Regions from separate parts of the Mus musculus genome. Here all the other regions are linked to region 2. Evidence: chromatin contacts called from public promoter capture Hi-C data. All regions are on one chromosome and are shown on one strand. Each heading gives the region's core, a stretch centred on a gene start, on an enhancer-like site or on the middle of the called end of the contact. The rest is flanking DNA. Distances are from core to core; before and after follow the strand shown.

Region 1 (2,700 bases), core at 111-2,610, 1.9 Mb before region 2:
AGTGCCTTATACCCAAGTTGGTGGCTCTATTGGAAATGAAATGAGTGCTACAGCTGTAGAACAACATTCAAACAAGCTGGACATTTCTGCTCTCAGCCAGGCACACTAATACTGTCATTCGGGGTGCTTCTTCTTCTTCTTCTTCTTCTTTTTTTTTTTTTTTTTTTTTTTGGCTTTTCGAGACAGGGTTTCTCTGTGTAGCCCTGGCTGTCCTGGACCTCACTTTTGTAGACCAGGCTGGCCTCGAACTCAGAAATCCGCCTGCCTCTGCCTCCGGAGTGCTGGGATTAAAGGCGTGCGCTACCACGCCCGGCAGGGGTGCTTCTTAAAAATCCAAAATTAAAAAATTTCACCAAATCAAAACCCACATCAAAACATCTGAGGATTATTTCTCCAGGTATTCCCATTGGAACAAACATCCCAGATGATTATGACACACAAAGCCTAAAGCACTACTGAAGCCAGCAATGTGAGGCAAGCTATTGTACGTGTGTGTAGCAGACACAGTCATTCTGTAAGAGAAATGAAAAGTAGCTAGTAAAACAGCCGTAACAGGAAGCAAAAAAGCAGCCGGTCATGGAACTGGAAGAATAGAATTTCTTCTGGCAACTTATTCTTGGTAGTTTGTTGTGGCTTATTATTCGCAATTACAGTTTTGTCTTGAAGTCCTGAGATACCTTTTGGAATTTATTACGAACAATAATTTCTCAATTCTTGGGGGGATTAAAATGGCCTTTATCAAGAAGTCTCAGAAGCAATAGAATCTCACGGTACTGCACTGACTTTTTATCAGTTGTGGGCTCTTTTGCTGAGTGACGCGCAAAACCCTGCCTTCAGGAAATATTTCATAAGCCCGAGTGAGCAGGGAATCTTAATACAGCTCAAGGCAACAGATAAAAGGATAGAAGGCTTTGGCTTTCAGGAGCTAGGTTAAGATCTCTCTCCCATAGGAAGCACGAGGCAGTCCAAAGATAGGTATCTAACTAAGGGCAGCTGGAAGATGACCCCGGGGGAACTTTCATCCTGGGTGGAGTCCCGGGTAGCCCGCTAGGGCGTGGGCCAGTTCTGCGGCTCTAGACTACTGGGCGCTAAGCCCTCGTGGGCTATTTTGCCCAGCACTGCGGGAGCGGCATGGTGGCTGCGGGCTCAAGGGAGGCTTTAGGCGACCTGCGACCCTTCGGAAGCAGCCCTCCTCCTTTGCAGCAGCTGCAAGCCCGATCGGGCTCCGCCTTTTTGGCGGTGACGTCCTTAGTGAGCGGAGGCGGGCGTGTGGGTGGGCCGAGCCAGAGGCCGCCTGCGATTCGGCGGGCTCAGCCACACCACCGAGCTCCCCCGCTCCGCCCGCCCCTCCGGGCTCGTCTTTTCCGGGCTCGCGCCGGACCCCGCCTCCGCTGGCTGTCCGGGTTGCGCGCGCGCCGCTGCGGCTCTCTCCCTCTCTCTCTCTTTTTTTTTCCACTGGTCTCCGCGGCTCGCCCCTCCTTGCCAGGCAGCTCCAGAGCTAGCGGGCACGCGAGCTCCTCTCCAGGAGCTTCCTTCCTCTTAAGGCCGGGACCCAGTGGCAGACTCGTAGCGAGCGAGGCAGCACCTTCGGTGAGTGATCCTAGGCTGGGGAGGATGCGGCTGCTGCGCCCTTGCCCCGGAGAGTCCCCTATTCCTGACGTGCTCCCGGATCCTCACCTGAGCCGGCTGGAGGTCGGGGTTTGGGGGGTGGGGGTGGGCGCTCGGCTTTCCGGCTGCGGCCGCTGGCTCATGGAGAGAACCACCGTCACTATCTCCTCTGATGCTTTCTGGGATCCTCCAGAACCCCACCTGGCTCTTCCCTGTACCCCCGCTGTACCCTGAGAGCCTGAGAGAACTCTTCCTCCTGGGGGTACCGGGCTTTGCCAAGACTCAGTTGACTTGAGCACACCAAGTGCCTGCTAGACCTCCAAACGACCTTTAGGTCGCCCCTAGACCTCAGCTCCATTTTGTCCCCTCCCTTGACACTCTGTAACAGGGTCCGGGCGCTCGCGGGTGGTGGTGGCGGCGGCGGCGGTGGTGTCTTTGGTTCTAGAAACAGCTGCTTTCTTGAATTTGGGGAGGGTGCCTTCGCTTTCGATAGATACTCTCTCAGCATCCATACCTTTACGTATGTTAGCAAACAGCTGGATCATAGCTGCAGCTTGTACCCTGTGTTCTTCCCGTCTTTATCTCCACGATCAGTAGGTGCTGTATAGTTAATATTAGGTTTATTCACTTCCTCTTCCTCTCATTCGAGTACCGAAAAGATCTGTGGCTGGCTGATGTCTATAGACAGAAAAACCTAGGAGAATGTGATTCATTGCCTAACTGGTTACATATTTGAAATCAGACGTCATTTCTCCTTTTACTCTAGCATCTCCTTCGAAGACATTTTTCCATCCTTTTGAAATTAATTTGCTCATTCGTACTTTTCCTCTTAAAAAAATCGTCAATTCTCACTCAGTAGAAACGACGGTAGGGATGGGAATAAGGGGAAATGAACCTTGTTGAAGAAGTAAGCAGTTTGCTTTACTGGTTCATGGTTTTAATCAACCACTAAGTTTCCTCTTCTGTGGAAATATGCTCAGCTGTCATGCAGTTGGATTCAAGCATAACCGAGGTTCCTTCTCATATTTTGTCTCTTGAACCTGTAAATTCATGCTTAGTGACATGTTTTTACAGATAGTTAACCCAAGAAAG
Region 2 (2,700 bases), core at 22-2,521:
GCAGACTAGGCTTGCTTCAAACTTGCTTCTCCTGCTCTTGCCTAGTGGCATGCGACAGCACACCAGTGCTGGGCCACGAGTTTTATAGCAGAGCACCAAAAAGACGACATTCAAATTTCCCTTTGCTGTTTGAGCTAGCTCTTCCACTGCGTTATTATTTTGTCACTGAACACTCACGTGTAAGTCGTTCCCTAAATCCTCACGCATTTAACACTAAGAAGTGGCTACAATGGAGGAGGGGCGGAGTGCTTGTATTATTATGTCTGCCAGTAGCGGAATTGGAAACCGTCAAAAATTCGAATTCTACAACTAAGGTTTCCCTATTTTTTTGGGATGACTTAAGCTGAGATGTCGAAGATCAAGGATGTTGAGCTCAAAGCAACCACTTTACCCCATCTACTGAATTTAACTTAAGGGTGGTTTGATTCCTCGACAGACAGGATAGGAAAAGCCGACACCGTGCCAGTCTAAGGGAACGTGGTAACGTTTTCGCGCCCTCAGAACACAATGTTTCCCAAGACCAAACCAGAACGCTACCATTTCCAACCAAAAAGCTTTTCAAATCTAGGAAAAAGACCACGATGGGGCTCAGAACGCCATAGGTTCTCTGATGTACACCAGTCGACGCGCGGAAAGTGAACCGAATCCAATCTACTGGCTCCACAGTGAAGCGACAAGCCACGTGTCCCCATGCCCAAAGCTAAGCGCCCGTACACCTCCAGACATTCCAGGAGGCCATTACCCCCCGACATTAGATCCTCCATCCCCAACCCCCAAACGTAGCGGCCTCAGCTCCCATCTCCATCTTGGCTCCACCTAACCGCGCGCAGCGAGGATGAACGCGACCCTCTCGGGAGGTAAAATAACGGAACAACCCGCGAGGCAAGCTAACCTCTGCTGCCCCTTTCTGCCCATCCTCTGCTGCCAGGAAATCCCACGGCCGCTCCATCCCCCGAGTTGCCATGGCCTGGGCAGGTCAGGTACACTCAAGGTACCAATTGCGTCCTTACCAGGTCTCCTGGTTGCTGAATTTCTTAGTCACCACCTTGCCTAGCTCAAGGCCCAGGCGGTCAGCGATTTTCTGGGATAAGTCCTGGTGGGAGCTCCCGCTGAAGATTTTGATATTCGGCATCTTGGGTAACTACCTCAACGTGCTCAGTGGTCGCCGCCGCCGCCGCTGCCAACACGGGAACGGAAGTCAGCAGGCAGTCTGAACACCAACAGTACCGCGTTGCTACTCCGCCATCTTACATTCCCGCCCAGCGCGCGGCATTAAATTGCCCAGGGGGCGGGATTACAAAGGAAGTTCTCCACCCAGCCTTTTCTGATTGGTTGGACGGGTGTGAGGGGCGGAGTCTTCCGGTAATGTTGCCGCCCAACCACTCTCTGGTAATTTGTTCAGAGGCGTGAAACGGGTTAAATTAAAGCACTTTTTACATCACAAAGATAGCCACAACGCAGGCGCATCGCAGGCAAAGGGCTTGTTTACCAACTCTAAATACCAAGTGTACTTTCTACCTGGAAGGCAAGCCCTAGGGGAAAGTGACTGAAGGTGAGTCACCCTGGGACAATGCGAGAGAAAGTTAATGTTTTGTCCTTATCACTGGATTCTAGTTTGCTCAATTAGAGAAGGAGTGTGGCTTTCCCCAAATATCTGGGTGATAAAATTATGATTAGCTAAAGATTGGAAGAAGAAAAAGTAAAGTATTATCCATGAAGAACCCTGAAAGAATCAGCATAGTGTTTAAGTCTGCCACAATTACAAGGTAATCTGGCTAACCTAGCCTTTTACACACGCTAACTGGACCAGTGCAAACTTGTGCAAACTAGTGCAGACTCTGTTTTAACAGTATTCCAGACAGCCATGAATTAGATGTAAAGGAAGAGTCACACAATTTTAGAATAAAAAAAAAATCAGTACCAAGGTGGCATACACCTTTAATCCTAGTATTCTGGAGGAGGCAGGCAGGCAGATCTATGTCAGTTCTAAGCCAGACTGATGTACAAAGGGAGTTCAGGGCCACCAGAGATATATAGTGAGATCTTGTCTCAAAGCAGCAACAATCAACAAAACCAAAATCATGACTACCAGGTATGGTGGTACATGCTTATCATCTTAACACTAAGGAGACTTAGTCAGGGGGGATCATGAGTCCCAAGCTAGCCTCGTACACACAATGTGACTCTGAGCCAGGCGTGGTGGCTCACACCTTTAATTTCAGCACTCTGGAGGCAAAGTGAGATCCAGGACAGCCAAGGAGATACAGAGAAATCCTGTCTCTAGGATTAAAGGCATGCAGCATCACTGCCCAGCCAGGCTTTGACAGCTGGGCACATTGGAATTATCAGCACTTATGAATTGGGCTTATCTCTATGAGTTCGAAGCCAGTCTTGTCTAGTGAGTTCCAGAACAGCTAGAGCTACATAGAGAGCCCCCTGCTCTCTCTGTATTGTTGCTCTTAAAATTGTCCGGCAAGGAGCTAACCCAAACCACTTTGGGGACTGAAGAGATGGCTCAGCGGTTCAGAACAAGTATTGCTTTTGCAGATGACCCACATTTGGTTCTCAGCACCCACATCCAAGTGGCTCATAACTGCCTGTGATGTCTCTGCCCTCCAAGGGCATCTGTATTAATATGAAACATTGTGAAAAATAATTTTAAAAAATGAATCTTAGAAAAAGTGGGGCTGGAGAGATGAC
Region 3 (2,700 bases), core at 108-2,607, 1.8 Mb before region 2:
TTTTAAAATTCTACGAGAAAATATTCACAAATGTAGATTATAATTCCACCAATCCCCCCTCAAGCACAAAATACACAAAAGAAGTTGTCAATTTATGCTCATCATTCTAAAGCTGCATTTGAATTCCACTCCTATGACATAAATTTGAGTATTAAGATTAAGGCACAAATTTCTGCTTGAAAATCTGCTGCTAGTTTTAGGTGTATGTCTTTAAAACACATTCATCTCCCATCTTTTCATTCGTCACATATGAATCTTGGTTCTTTGCTTGGCATGTATCTGTAACTCGGAGATGTGCAGAGGCAGGGACCCTAGGTGTGAAGTGTGGGCAATTATTGAGTAGGCTAGCAAAGCGCTTCATTTCAAGCGCTTATGACCAAGCTCAAAAGCTACTGCGATTAAAAAACAAACAAACAAACAAAAAAACCAAAAAAAAAAAAAACCTGTCAAAATAGAAGTGAACGTCTAAGCAGCCTCACGGAGACATTTTTCTTACGTTATATAACCACTCACTCGTGTCTGGAAGTGAATTGCAGAACCTAAGAAATGAAACCCCTCAGATCCATTCTCACCAGAGTATCCCTGATGAAGTAACCCTTTTGTGGAGGCAGTTCTAGTCTTTGAAATAAATAAAAACAATCGCCACCCTTTTTCAGGGATCCGGAGCTTTTGCTTGCTCTATCTATCTATCTATCTATCTATCTATCTATCTATCTATCTATCTATCTATCTATCTATCTATCTATCATCTATCTATCTATCTTTAAGCGCCAACGGAAAGAGGGCCACCTAAAGCCACCGGCCACAGAGCTGCATCCTCACACAGGCTGCTGGACTCCCACCAGCCGCTCCATCTCCGGAGCAGGGGGCGGGCGGAGGGCGCGAGCTCCGCCCCAGGGGCTGGCGGGCTGGAGCCTGATTCGCCACTCGCTCATGCTCGCGCCTCCTCCCTTCTCCCTCCCCTCCCCTCCCCCCTCCCCTCCCCTCCCCTCCCTTCCCCTCTCCCTCCCCTCCCCTCGGCTGCCCTCCCCTCCGCTGCCCTCCCCTCGGCTGCCCTCCCCTCCGCTGCCCTCCCCTCCCCTCCGCTGCCCGAGCCCTAGCTTGCTTGCTCCTCGGCCAAGCCGCGGGCGCCAGGAGGTGTCACGCACTCACCACTGCCAAGGCCATCAGGGGGCTGGAAATGGTCTGCTCCAGAGCTGGCCCCGGAGATGTCCGCACTTCCGCGCTCGTCTGGGTCCTTTGGCTGTGGAAGGATGAGATGTTTAGCAACAAAACGAACCTCGCCAATGGCACAGATTTCTCAACCCGCCCATTGTCCCCCGGAAGTAGCTCAGTCCGGTGTTAAAATCACCCCGATGTTCCAACTTTAAGCAGCGTTTCCCTTCAGTTCCGAGTGATCCCGCCCATCCGTTTTAAATTACTTGCAAACTGTTTATTTACCATAAGAGAAACAGATAAACGAAAAAACTAACCAACCTACACCATCCCCCCAAAACCCCAACAAAACAGAAGGGGAGGACCTTGCTTTTGTAAGCTTAATATGGAAAACAAATACATCTCAAGTTCCCAGCTACCTGTCCTGGCACAAGTTAATATTAAATATTCAATTTTGGGTGGGAACCTCTTCACACGAGGAGGCGGGGCCAAAATTTGAAGGCCAACGAGAAACGGGGGGGGGGGGAATCTATGTCCGTAGCCAATAGGAAAAGGGGGCAGAACTTATGGAAAGTAACACCAACCGCCAACTGCACGAGGGCTGAAAAATTTTAAAGTACAGGGGGTGCTGAAAACTGTTTAAAGTACGGCCAGTGGGGTTTAAAAACTGTTTAAAGTTCTAAAATGTTCTCCATTTTGAGCCTTGGCCACTAAGCTTCGCTGGGCTGCCTACAATTTCTCACGGTTTAATATACAAGCATTTCACGGATTCTCGCCACTCTGGGGGGATTATATAACAAGGACTACCCCCCTAAACCCTACGGTGTGTGTTTCCACAGCGTATTCAAGAACAGCAGGACAAGAAACAGTTTAGTAGTGATCACAAGCACGTTTCTAAACATTTTTACTCATACTCAATTATTTATGACAACTATAAGTTAAATATTATTTTCTTATCAGTCTATTTAAAAAAGTGATTAACCAGCGACTACCTAGGATTTAAGTACAAGTAATGTTTCACTACTCCACTGCCATTTTTTGTTTGTTTTTGTTTTTTGGTTTTTGTTTTGTTTTGTTTTGTTTTTTGTTTTTGTTTTTTTTCGAGACAGTGTTTCTCTGTATAGCCCTGGCTGTCCTGGAACTCACTCTGTAGACCAGGCTGGCCTCGAAGTCAGAAATCTGCCTGCCTCTGCCTCCTGAGTGCTGGGATTAAAGGCGTGCGCCACGACTGCCCGGCTCCCACGACCGCCCGGTTCCCACTGCCATTTTTTTTTTATTACGTATTTTCCTCAATTACATTTCCAATGCTATCCCAAAAGTCCCCCACTTCCCTACCCACCCATTCCCATTTTTAAATATCACTGCCATTTTTTAAAAAAACCAATGATTTCAAAGCGGCTACCGCCGGACTTCTAATTTTTGAATCAAAATATTTCTATAAACTTACTATTTGTAGTTGATTTGTGGCTCCACCCAGGAACTGCCCGAGTTTCCAAAATGTTGGTCCCCATTGGACCAGTTACTTCGAAATTTTTTCATATCTTT

What was found. Promoter capture Hi-C pulls out the DNA fragments that hold promoters and counts their contacts.
Region 1: a contact with region 2 is called in a promoter capture Hi-C map of erythroid cells, with 4 times the contacts expected there. The contact joins the promoter of Acsl4 here to the promoter of Prps1 in region 2. A contact is called at or near these places in 3 of 39 promoter capture datasets (cranial neural crest, erythroid cells and pre-B cells).
Region 3: a contact with region 2 is called in a promoter capture Hi-C map of pre-B cells, with 3 times the contacts expected there. The contact joins the promoter of Nxt2 here to the promoter of Prps1 in region 2. A contact is called at or near these places in 3 of 39 promoter capture datasets (the C10 cell line, liver and pre-B cells).

Annotation. Positions count from the first base shown.
Region 1 is chrX:142,389,195-142,391,894 of GRCm38.p6, reverse strand. It overlaps Acsl4 (acyl-CoA synthetase long-chain family member 4), which reads left to right and starts at 1,360. Exons shown (of 16, transcript NM_207625.2): 1 at 1,360-1,590.
Region 2 is chrX:140,455,174-140,457,873 of GRCm38.p6, reverse strand. It overlaps Prps1 (phosphoribosyl pyrophosphate synthetase 1), which reads right to left and starts at 1,271. Exons shown (of 7, transcript NM_021463.4): 1 at 1,011-1,271. The coding sequence starts at 1,132.
Region 3 is chrX:142,226,834-142,229,533 of GRCm38.p6, reverse strand. Nxt2 (nuclear transport factor 2-like export factor 2) reads right to left here and starts at 1,357. Exons shown (of 4, transcript NM_172782.4): 1 at 1,153-1,357; 2 at 1-10. The coding sequence starts at 1,167.